2 separate regions of the Mus musculus genome follow, and region 1 is linked to region 2. Evidence: chromatin contacts called from public ChIA-PET data. All regions are on one chromosome and are shown on one strand. Each heading gives the region's core, a stretch centred on a gene start, on an enhancer-like site or on the middle of the called end of the contact. The rest is flanking DNA. Distances are from core to core; before and after follow the strand shown. Region 1 holds the start of Gpnmb (glycoprotein (transmembrane) nmb). Region 2 holds the start of Gimap5 (GTPase, IMAP family member 5).

Region 1 (5,886 bases), core at 480-2,979, 290 kb before region 2:
CCTGGCTTTGGCTACTGTTTTACCGACCCTCAAACTGTGGGTGAAAGGTCTTTGCTGGCTTTTCCTATTCTTATTCCTCTAGGTTATTATAACTTGTTGGCAGGAGGTATGGAGTGGGGTAGGGTGGGATAGGGGGAACAGAGGTGTGTAGCTCTGTCCTTAAAAATGCCATTGAATGTGTGTTCTGGCCACGTGCCCTTGCTAGCTGATCTCCCAAGACTCTATAGCCCACTTTTGTAAACGAGGAAAAGGAAATTTATTGAAGCTAACTCACTCATGGCCCAGCCTAGCAGTTGGCACATATTCAAGTCTGTCCTATCCCAAACCCTGGCAGGAAGAACTGCCAGGGAGAGGTGGCATGCTTCCCTACTGCCTGCTCTCTGTGTGACCTGAGCGAATTCCTGGCCCTCTCTGTGGCCTGTGGCCCGGTTTCTCATCTGGGGAAACTGGATAATTCCAAGGTCAGAGTCCCCTCTCTCTGTGAAGGCACCACACCTAGACACAAGATGGGCCGTTCCGTTTGTCAACCCGCTGCCTGCCATCTCTGGGTTTAAAATCCAAACTCAGAGGTGGAGTCTCAGGCAGGACGCCCCAAGTCTGGGGCATCACTGGCTTTGAGGATCCCTGGTTCGGGGCGCGGCTGTGATGGGGCTGGGCTGCTTGCCCTTTTGCCTGGCAATTCTTGGGTGCAGGGACCACAGCGGTTCCACTCTGCCTGGCCTGGGATCCACCCCAGCCAGGACAACCTACCCGAGGACCTGCCTTGCACAAGAGAAGGCAGGGGGTGACGAGATACTCCTCTCCTTTGGAACTGCCTGGCAACCAGCCAGGCGGCCACATTCGGGGTAAGGCAAGGTTCTGGACCGGGCTGGTCTCCGGCCCCTGGAAGTGAGGGGCCTTCTCTTTCCCCTGCTCACTAGCTCCGCTAAGAACAGGACAGCTACACCCTGGTCAGGACAAGGATGCTAGACCAGTATGTCCAACACTGAAAGATGCCTCTGCCACTCACTAGGAAGCTTTGTTAGTAGGGCCCCTGCCATAGAATCCGCCCAGGGTGGAGCCCCTCAGTATCTGCATAGAGTCCTCAGTATCTGCACTGAAGCAGCAGTTGGCCCTGCAGCGAGCAGAGGATGCGGTGGGATGGGGGAGTTCCGCAAAGTTAGCCAGAGCCTCATTTAAGAGCTCCGCCCTGTGAGCAGGAAGCAGATAAGGGTGATTTGGGAGACTTGCTTTATTCTGGGGTACAGGCTGTCCTCCCCTTCCAGCCTCAATCTGGCCAGAGTGGAAAAAGCTTCCAGGGGCCTCGTGGCTTTTGCTCTCCGTGAGTCCTAAGCAAAGAACACACTCCCAGCATTTGGAACAGACCCTGTCTGCGGACCCCCAAACTCCAGTCAAAGGGCCTGGCCCATCATTTGGGTCAACGAGTGTAAGCGCCCAGAGAGGACGGGACTCACGCTTGGCAGCCTGGAGAGGCAGTCCTGCAGCCAGCAGCAGAAATCCCAGGACCCCGCAGAGACTTTCCATGCTGACTCCGAGCGCCTGCAACCAGTCAGGGCTTGACTCTGACTCCCCAGTCCCATCCACCAGGAGTCACAGTGTCGGCCTCCTGCGATCCGCTCTGTTTTATGAAATACGGGGCCAGAGGGAGATCATGTGATGTTTTAAGCAGTGTGGCTTGATCTCCCAAATTCCATCGCTTAACAACTCGTGCTCATGAGTCACTTGCCCCTGGCATCTATTTATTGACTTCGGATGCACGGTGTTTTCATTTTGTGATGCCACATTTGCTCCTCCCCCCTTTCTCTCCCTCCCCCTCCATCTTTCCTAGCTTAAAGGGAGCTTTCTAACATCCTGTTCTGACATTCTTTACCAAACGAAACCTGGTCGTTGGTGGACTTTGTGGTTTCTCTTTTGTGTCACTTCGGTACTCACACTGAAACATCTTTCCAGAATCTGGACAGCCCGCGTTCTCTTCCCCCAGAACAGACAGATCCAAGGTATCATTTCAGTCAATGCCACTGTGCTGTGCATGCATGCATACAAACATTGCATGCTATGTCAGAAATTGCAAGTTCGGGACAGCCCACGGGCTTCAAGCAGAGGAGAAATGTACCCCAAAGCTAAAGTTTCTGGCATATCGACCTGGCTCTGCAGAATGCCCAGAACGAACTGCATCATTTTTGGTAACTTCTCTAAGATAGCTGCTCCAAGTAACTTCAGGCGACTTGTGGGAAGCACACTTGTATTGCCAAAGAGCAAGCATTAGGTGTGAAATCACCCGTCTCTGGAACATAAATGTCATGTGATTAAGCTGTTTCTGGTTGTAGACTGTGGAAACTTGGCCCTGTGACCCTCTCACTGTCAGGACACATCCCTAAGACTGTTTTCTGGGCAGGAGAAGTCTTGGTTGTGGCACACAGTGACTTACAGTCCATTGTAATTCAGGGACCAGAGCTCCTGTGGGGGAAAACCACGTGGAGCAGAAGTGGACGCAACCACAAAGAAGCAAAAGTCTCCAATGCAGAGGAGAAAGGGAAAGAACTGCTTTTGTGTAACATAAATCATATACAGAGCTCTGTCTGCTTGTTTACACACATGTAACCTTTCAATTAAAAATGAACACCCTCTTCTGGTGTGTCTGAAGACAGCTACCATGTACTCATAAGTAAAATAAACAAACATGTCGGTGAACTCCTTCAGTCCCAGCACTAGAGAGGCAGAGGCATCTGGATGTCTCTAAGTTCAAGCCCAGCCTGGTCCTACTTAGCAAGTTCCAGGGAAGCTAAGGCTACAGAGTGAGTCCCTGACTCAAAAACAAAACAAAAGTAAAAAAATCAGAAAAGCGAGCTTTTGTGCTGGTACGCTTGTTCAGTAGGTGAAGACATTAACCTACCAAGCTTGAAGATCTGAGTTTAATCCCTGGAACCTGTGTGGTGGGAAGAAGAAACTAACTTTTGCAAGTTGTCCTCTGATCTTCACACAAGAGCCGTGGCATGTGCCCTTATCCCCAACCCCCAAGCAAATGTAAAAACTGAAACAAGTTTTCAACTTTGGGCAAACCTCCTGGTAACACCTGAGGTGTTAGCACCCTTGGTCGCAGATACAGTTCTGGTTTGCATTTTTGGTTAGATAAGTGATCTTTGTCTTTAAGTAAATTGGATATTAAGCTCTTCTTCAATAAGTCTTTGTTTAGGAAGTTGCAACAATTAAATTATCTTTTACTTTGTGCCTTCCTTGCCCCATCATCAGAGTTGGTAGCCACTAGGCAGAAATGAACAAGAAATGGGAACATCATCTTCTTCATCATCATCTTCATCACCATCATCACCATCATCACTATCATCTCCTCTTCTTCTTCCTCTTCCTCCTCTTCTTCCCCTTCTTCCTTTTCTTCTCTCCTCCACATCTTTCTCCTCATCTCACCCTCCTCCTCTTCCTTCTTCTTCCTTCTCTTCCCCATTTTTCCTTCTCCTCCTCTCCCTCCACTTCATCTTGCAGAGGGCCTAGGTTCAATCCCCAGCACCATCACGATGACTTACAGCCATTTGTAACTCCAGTTCAAGGGACCTGACACCTTTTTCTGACTTCCTTAGGCATCAGACTTGTGGTACACGAACATTCACGAAGGTAAATCGCTCATACCTGGAACATTTTAAAAGGAAGTTTATGATTCCAAAGAGCTATACATAGGATAATCTGCTTTTGACAATCAGAAATTGCCAACATATCCAGGATCCAGGACATTGAGGAGGTATATTCATACCTTATTTTATCAAAGAAACATCATCTTGTAAAAATTTTGGAATAATTCACTGAAGGAAGCATGTGGATTATCAGGAATTACATCTGCTCTGCTTAGACCTCTGACGAGGGAGGCAGGCAGCAGGCACTGTTAGAGAAACATCCCTACCAGCCCTTCAGCACCTCGTATTGACTCTCCTTCAGGTGGCCACTGTTTGCCTTTGGAAGCTGTGCCTGGGATGTGGAGACTGAAGCAGCCACCCAAGGGGGCCGAAACCACACCCGGGAGTCACTGCTGGGTCTGGGGTGTGGCCTGTAACTTACTGGACAGCTGAAGATGATTTTGAACTTCTGATCCTCTTGGCTACACCTCCTAAAAGCTGGGATAGCAGGTGTGTGCTACCACACCTATATGGTGCTGGGGAGCTAACCTGGGGCTCTACGAGCTGGGCGAGTACTCTGCACTTCAGGGTCATCCCAAGCGCTTCCTCAGTTAACATTTTTCTTTCCGATTTTAGAAATTACTCAGTCCAGAGTGGGGTTTTAAAATGAGATCACAAAACCCAGTTAAGATCTAGTCCATTAGCCCTTACAATTATTTCTATGTGTAGTGTTTTGCCCACTTGTATGTCTGTACAACACACATGTGTCTGGAGGCCAGAAGAGGGTGTCAGATCCCTTGGGTGGTTATAGATGCTTGTGAGCCACCAGGTGGTAAGCACTCCTAACTGCTGAGCCATCTCTTTAGCCCACAGATCTGTAACTTACTTAGATAGCCACTCTTTAGTTTTCTTTAATAAATTGCCAGAACTCTGAGATTTAAAACAATGAAAATTTATTAACTCGCTGCCCTGGCAGCCAGAAGTCTGAAAGGAGTCTCAACTGGGCAGAAACCAAGTGTCAGCATGCTCTAGTGAGGGGCCCACTTCTCCGACTCTTCCCTAGTCTCTAGCTTCTTACACTTCCTGGCTTGCGACCTCCTTCCCTCTCTGGCTCCATCAATGACAGTGGGGTCTTTCTCACATTTCAGTCTTCTGTCATTGATTCCCCCGCCCCATCCCCTATCCCGTGTGACTTACAGGTCCCTTGTCATTTCATGGGGTCCACCTGGATGTTCCAGAACCATTTCCTGTCAAAAGATCAGTTTTGATGCAACCTTCATTCCCGTCTTTAGGTATTTGCTGTGTCACAGACTTGTAGATCCTGTGGGTTAAATATCTCTGGGGACCATTAGCCTGCACCACAGTTACCCAGCCCTCTGGCTTGGAAAAAAATCCTGAAGGTGGGCAATGGGGATATTTTGGACAATACCCCCAAACGTGGCAGGCTCATTGAAACAAAGCTTTGACTTGTGGCAGAGTAGGAAGGTAAGAATAAACTCTAGGTAAGGGGCTCAGCTCCAAGAGAGAGGCAGCCCTCGTGACTGTGACTGCAGGGCCCTAGTGTGGGCTTTTGCATGTGTCATGAGCAGAGTCACAATTTTCAGATTTAAGCTCTAGCAAATGACTAAGAGACATCTGCTGTGCCCAGTTCTCTGCTTTCTCCTGCTCAGTGGCTCTCTGCATGAATGAGTAATTAAAGCCCTTGTTTCTAAGGTTCATTGAGCTTTGGGCCTACTCTGTCCGAACATAATTTTCCTTCAAAAAAGGATCTTCAAAAAAGGAGAAAAAGAACTCACGGGTAGACATGTCCTTTCACGAGGTTCCCTCCACTGCTGGCTTGTCTGCTCATTATAATATTTTACTTATATGGTGTGTGTGTGTGAGTGCATGCACATGTGTGTATGTATGCATGTGTGTTTGTGTGTGTGTGCATTGAGTGTGCATGTGTGCATGCATGTGTGTGTTTGTCCACATGTCACAGTGCCTGTGTAGTGGTTGGTTCTTTCCTTCTACCTTGTAAGTTCCAGGGACTGACAGGTTGGCAGGTTTGGTGGCAAGCACCTTTACCTGCTGGACTATCAGGAACCTGTGTCCTTTTCTGAGAACACGATTTCTCTCCCTTCATTCCTTCTTTCCTTGACAGGGTTTCCTTCAGGTAGCCTAGGCTGACCTGAAGCTCCCAGACTTTTTGCTTTAGCCTGCCAATTGCCTAGATTCCAGGCATGTGACCAGCATACTCAGGTGACAGGACTGTTGCCATGGA
Region 2 (6,406 bases), core at 3,818-6,317:
CAATCGCATGCATGCCGCCAGTAATCTCTGAGGAGAGCCGTGTGTGCCGCGAGCAATCGCCATTATAAGATGGCGCGGGCCTCCGCTGTGCCTAACTAGTAAACAAGCCTTGTACGCAGGTGCGAGAGTGAATTCACTCCTAGTCACTCCCATTCTCGGGGTGTAATAGTGGGGTGATGGGCAAGCAACGAATCAGGAGCTGTCACGCCATATCAGGTGCTGAAATGTCACGCTGCGGGTTATAAAAGCAGCGCCATTTTCCCGGTTCGGGATCTTCCTGAGAAGTAAGCAATAAAGCTCTTGCCGCGGAAGATTCTGGTTTGTTGCGTCTTTCTTGCTGGTCAAGTGGGACGCAATGGGGGGGGGGGGTCTTTTTAATGAAATAATCATTTTAAATGATTTTTTACAATGTATGCAACTGAGAGGAGATGAAGAAACTGTCACAATTAAGTTCCAGGCCCTTCTAACTCTGAATGAGTGTCAAAGACAAGCTTCCACAGTGTTACAGAGGAGTGTGTATGTGCAAGTATGTGTGTGTATATGCACATGTGTGTGCACATGCATGTGAGTATGTGCGCATCTGTATACACGAAAAAACCCCAATAGCTTAGACATAATAGAACTGGAAACATGAGGAAAAAATACCAGTTGCCTTTTATTCCCCTAGATCTTAACTGAGTCTCTGCACCTGTTTTGGAGTGAGACAAGGAACAGTTATTCCCTCCAGTTCTCAATCTCTTAGGACCTTGGTGTTTTCTTACCTTGAACTATAGTTCCATATGTGCTCTTCTGAAGGTGTTCCATTCTCTTCTGGAACAAAAATGGGAAGGAATTAAAGTCGGATCCATTTGGGGACTGGTAAGGCACCTCGACTCAGATAACTAAGGGTAACTCTCCTTGGGTGGCCAGTTCCATTGCTAACTCTCCGACCTATGTGTTACTTTCAAATATCTGCAAGTAACAGCTGGAGTGAGGCGGCACAATGTGCTATTGCTATTGTTTTCTCTCACTCCCAGGAAAGCGAATGTTCACTACAGAGGAACTGACTCCCTCCTCAAGCTGAAAGTACAAACTGTGGGAAGCATTCTTCTATGAGCAAGAAATAGACCAGAATAAAACAAACAAAAAACTAACAAACAACAACAAAAACTTAACAAGTGTAGACGACCTTGCCCGACTAGAGAAAATAACTGCTCTGCTGTGAATACCATTGATTTGTTTGAAGTACCATGCATGTCCAGAAAACGTACCATTGGCAAAGAAGCCATCCAGCATACTTTCCCTGGGAGGAACGAATGGAGTATGGCAACTTCTCCAAGGACTGACCTGAGAGGAAGGAGGTCAGGCGGTCAGACAAAGCGTCTTCCCTGCCTGGCTCTGAGGTCCTGGTTTAACAATGACCACAGTCTTTGTATTTAAGAACATTCAGCAAGAAACTGGATTGAGCATGGCATACATAGTCTGTGCACAGGGCTGTAATGTTGTTTCAATGGTTCTGGTATGATAAAATGGAAACATGGAACAGGAAGGGCTAGTCTGTGACACCAACTGCCCCTGGGTGAACTTCTGGCTCATGTTAGTCATCTAGTTTTTAAACATTTGTAGTTTTAAAACATAGTTGTACTTGGAAACATGTGCATGGAAAAAAAAAACTGAACAGAATAAAGACAAATGGCCACCATTTGCAATGAACATAATTGATTTGCTGTTCCCATGTCGTTGCACGATCTGATTTAAAAATTAAAACATCACAGATGTACTTCATGGTTTTTTGTCTTTTCCCAAATCTTCTGTCTCGCTCTCTCATTCTGGCCTTCACAGCAATCAGTATTTTGATGCTTTTACATGTTGTAAGTATTTTATATGTATTTGCATATACATGCTTAGAAAATTTCATGTTAAACCTTTACATAAATGTCATTTTTGCAATGTTATTCATTTTTTTATTGACATCTAAACTGCTCTGAAATTGTTGCTTTTCACAACAAAGAATGCTGTAAAATAGTCCCCCCAGGCACCCCTCAGCACTCCTGTTGAACAGTTCACCTAGAGCACAGATTTTCTGTTAGCTAGATGGATATGACCAGGCTTCACCCTGAGCGAGGTAAGTCAGCTCTTGCTCGCCCCAGGATCTCAGGGGAAAAAAAATCCCCAAATCTCCACAGCTGTTCCATGATGGCACACTCTGTTTTAATCAGCCTTACGGACATAGGACTGGTTGTTAGATTTACAACACCTCATAGCATGTGTGTTATATTTGGATGTTTCTGTTATTTTGTCTTTCACAATTTTATTTTGGAAAAAAAAAACAGCTTTTTTGAGGGGGTGACTTCTTCATAGTAAACTATCAATTATTTTCACATTGTCAGAATATCTTAAGGCCATCTTCTTCCTCTCTTCCTCTCTTCCTCTTCTCTCTCCTTCCCTGCCTGTCCACCTCCTCACACCCTTCCCTTCCCTTCCCTTACCTTCCCTTCCCTTCCCTTCCCTTCCCTCCCCTCCCCTCCCCTCCCCTCCCCTCCCCTCCCTTCCCCTCCCTTCCCTTTCCTCCCCTCCCCTCCCCTCCCCCCCCTTCCCTCCCCTCCCCTCCCCTCCCCCTCCCTTCCCTTCCCTTCCCTGGTCTTCTCTCCCTCCTTTCCTTGCTCCCACAGAAGAACAGCCCTCTCATGGCTATTTCTCACACACCATTCTGACTACTGTAAACTATATACAGATTTTTATTAAAATTCTTCAAATTATAGAGCATCATTTCTACTAATTTTCTGGATTTGAAGGTGCCAGGTACAGTGTCAGTGGGGATGAAGCTGAATTTCCCCACCATGACCGTCCTGGGTGCAGACCTCATTCCCAGGCTTCTTGTGTGACCATCTTCCCCTGTGTCCCCTGTGTTGTTATTGACAGACCCTTGGCATTTCTATTAAAGTTACATGACCTCCCCAGAGTCACATATTTGCCTTATAGCTAAACCTTCCCCAAATGGCTTCTTTCATCTGTGTCTTCTTTTGGATTTAATAGTCAGTGGGGAGTTGGGAGGGATCATCTGCAATAAATCTACAATCCTCTCTTCCTGGAACCCCACATATGCTGCTGCTGGCCCCATACTTTGGACACATACTTGGGTATTGATTGCTGTAATTTTCTCCCAAACCAACACTGAGAACTGTACTTCTATGTCTAGGTTCATGTTTTTATAAAACAAAAATACCCAATGGAGAAAAATAATTACTCAAAGATAAGGGAGGCATCTGTTCTGTTTTGAAGGATTTCAATTTGAACCCAACTTGGTGCTCAGTGTCAGTTGCATGTGTGCAGTGTGACTGTCATAACCAAACTCAGCAAAATTAGCAGGGAAGTTTCTGAATTATTTTCTGAGAAATCAGACATACCACAGGGGACATATGTTCCACTGAGAAACAAATTAGTTGGCAGATATGACTAAATATGCAAATGCACAGAGGTGAAGCAGGGTAATGAGATAGAGACATTAAAATGAGTCACAGATCAAACAGGAGAAGTCAGTCAACAGCCTAGAAACAGAGGGAAGGGGAGGAGGTGTGATGGACATGAAGAGATGTGACTGTTGACCTGCAGAGCACACAACTGTGGGCAGACAGAGTGGAGGTAGAGTTCGTCTACAAAGGGAAAGTTCTGCTAACTTTCCCCAGTGTGGGCAGTGTGTGGGCCGTGGCAACTGACAAGGGTCAGCAGGAAGGCATTACTCAAGGAGAAGGCAGAAGCACAAACCCAAATGTTCATTCTCGTCTGAAAACAGCCAAGCCAGCTTATCAGGACAATTTATTTTACCAAGCAATGAGGACACAGTTCAGTCAGGAAGTTGAGAGAGTCTTTCTTGTCTTCCTTGTTAAGTACCGGCAGGCAACAAGGACGCCTAGGGCAAAGCGCCTGATGCACAAGCTTGGAGACTTGACTCTGAGCACCAGAGCCTGCTTCTGTAATCCCAGCACTATACACAGTGAGGCAGCCTGTGGAGATAGGAGAATCAGCCAGAGGCTGTCAGGCCAGCTAGCCCAGGGTGTGGCAGAAACAAGAGAGAAGCCGTTTCCACCAAGCAGAAGGGTAGAAATGACTTCAGAAAGCTGTCCTCTGATCTCCACAAGTCTCCAGTGGCACCAGTGTATTTCCTCACACAACTAAAACCAAAACAAACATTTTCACTCGCATCTGCTCCACCCATCTGCCCCTCCCCTGTTCCTTTATGTCCAGGTACTAAGAGTCACAGGGCAGGTTAGTAGGCAAGAGTCCTGGAAATAGTACCCTCTACTGTAAAGTTCAGCTGACAACGAGGGTGTTCATACACATCTAAAACATAATACTGTTAACATACCACAGCTTCTTGGGGTATGTTAAGGGAAGGTGTGGGATACCTGGCCATGAAGAATGGGGTGGTTTTCAGACAAGATTCTAAGGTAGAATTCACTGACCTGTCTTTCAGGGAAGGGCTAGACCATATAGGAAGGAACATAGAGGTTTCACTCTGGCTTGTAGAGCCTTAAGAACTCATCCTGCCCTCCTTCAGATGAGGTCTATCTGGCCTAGTAGGCTTTGGGGAGTCTGGGATAAAATGAAGAAATGTGCTCCACCTGCTGGGGGAGCTTGGGAAAGCCTGTGGCTCGGACTTTAATTACTCCTCCATCAAAAAACCATCACCTTTGTTAACTGAGGGTTTCAGAAAGGCGCAGATGGTGAGATGGAAAGCCTAGGGCCTAGGGATGATGGCATGGAAATTTCAGGGCTCTGTCCCACTCTATGCTGTCGCCGACCCTCAATTCACTGCTCTTTCACTGTCCAGGAAACCCAACACACCAAGCTCACCCGAGTGCACAGCGGCTCCCTGGCTCCCAAGCGGCTGTCAGCGCCCTGGCGGGTTCCTCTTTACCCTTACAGGTATGCGGTGGGCCTGTGCCTGCTGAGCAGTGCTCTCACAGAACAGCTACATGCAGAGCCATGAATCCAGAGTCCGAAGGCAGGAAAAGAAAGCCCATGGTGACGGAATACACACTGCCCTGCAGACTATATCCCCTCGGGTAGGTGGAAAGGCCTTGAACATTTGCCAGAACACAGTGAAACTGCTTTAGTCAATGACCACTTCCTGTGGAAAGCCTCCCGGCCCTACTCATTTCCCCTTCAGGGGGTGTTGAGGGCACAGTTCTCGGAGCCTGAGAAGTGGAAGACAGCCACCCTTTTCAAGAAAGCCCATGTGTGGCTGGAAAGTGCTGCGTCCCAGGTTCCCCATCAGCACCCAAGCTGAGCATCTGCACTTCCCCAAGCTCCTGGGGTCTCATGTCACAGGCTCTGCATTCAGAACTCCTAAAGAGGGACAGAAAAGCAGCACTGGCCCCGGAGAACCCGGACTGCCCCCTCTCAAAGAGCAGCTAAGCTCAGACAGGAGACCCGGTACTGGCTACCCCTTCTTTGCTATTTGTTGACACAGCCATAGGTGGTCATTGTACAGTTTCTCGCCTATGGAATGTCCAGATGGGCAGGGTGAAGTATTTCTTTACCTTTGTACCTGTTAAGTTTAAGCCTTGAACATAATACACAGTGCTGGCTTATGCAAGGTGATTCTCATCTCAGAGAATTCCCCCATGATGCTTTCTATTGTCAGGAAAGTATACTTGGCTCTCTGTTGTGAACACTAGGGTTTCAAGGGGTCTAGGGAGGTGACATTCTAAGAGACTGCACAGAAAGTGGGGGGGGGGGGGGAGGAAGGAAGAGAGATGAAAGGAGGGAAGGACAGTTAGTTTAAAGCTAGGTAGATAAAGCCCTCTGCTTGTATTTTTAAGAGAAGACATAACTGAAGTTAAGCATGGTGGCTTATTCTTATCCTAGTTTGTCAGGGGATTGCAGCAGGATTGCCTTGAGTTAGAAGCCAGCCTAAGCCACTGTGTGAGTCAGTCTAATAAAAAGCCTTAGCCTCAAGAAGATGTAGCAGCATCCTTTATTAGTGTCTCTGTCCTTTATCTTAAACTCAGTAGCGACCAGCTGTGCCTGCTAGTTGCTAGAGCTTGTTATGTCCTTAGGGCAAGAGGAAGGTCTGCAACCGAGAGGGCCCTGCAGTCAGGCTTCAGCTGAAGCTAGATCCCTACATTCCCAGGGTGCTAGGGAGGTTCTGGATGTTTGCAATTCAAAGAGAGGCTGCTGTGAGCACAAGATCCTCCCACTCTTCAACTCAAAACAGTTTTTTGTTTTTGTTTTTGTTTTGTTTTGTTTGTTTGTTTTTTTTTGTTTGTTTTTTGTTTTTTTTTTAAAGATGTACATCTCAAGGCAAAGGCAAAGAGGGAGAACAAAAGGTCCTAAGAGGTTTGGGTTTCATTATTATCATCATCATCATTATTTTTTTTATTATTTTTAAGAAAGAAAGGAAAAGAGAATTCCGAGTGATGGT

The links. ChIA-PET counts read pairs in DNA pulled down with a chosen protein or histone mark.
Region 1: a contact with region 2 is called in an RNA polymerase II ChIA-PET map of memory CD8 T cells, with 75 read pairs. The contact joins the promoter of Gpnmb here to the promoter of Gimap5 in region 2. A contact is called at or near these places in 2 of 39 promoter capture datasets (the 3T3-L1 cell line and stem cell-derived epiblast-like cells), 2 of 484 Hi-C or Micro-C datasets (CD4 T cells and embryonic stem cells), 1 of 115 datasets of contacts at active chromatin or transcription factors (memory CD8 T cells) and 1 of 9 other capture datasets (liver).

What each region holds. Positions count from the first base shown.
Region 1 is chr6:49,032,361-49,038,246 of GRCm38.p6, reverse strand. It overlaps Gpnmb (glycoprotein (transmembrane) nmb), which reads right to left and starts at 1,729. Exons shown (of 11, transcript NM_053110.4): 1 at 1,455-1,729. The coding sequence starts at 1,524.
Region 2 is chr6:48,744,858-48,751,263 of GRCm38.p6, reverse strand. Gimap5 (GTPase, IMAP family member 5) reads right to left here and starts at 5,067. Exons shown (of 3, transcript NM_175035.5): 1 at 4,834-5,067; 2 at 762-810. The coding sequence starts at 804.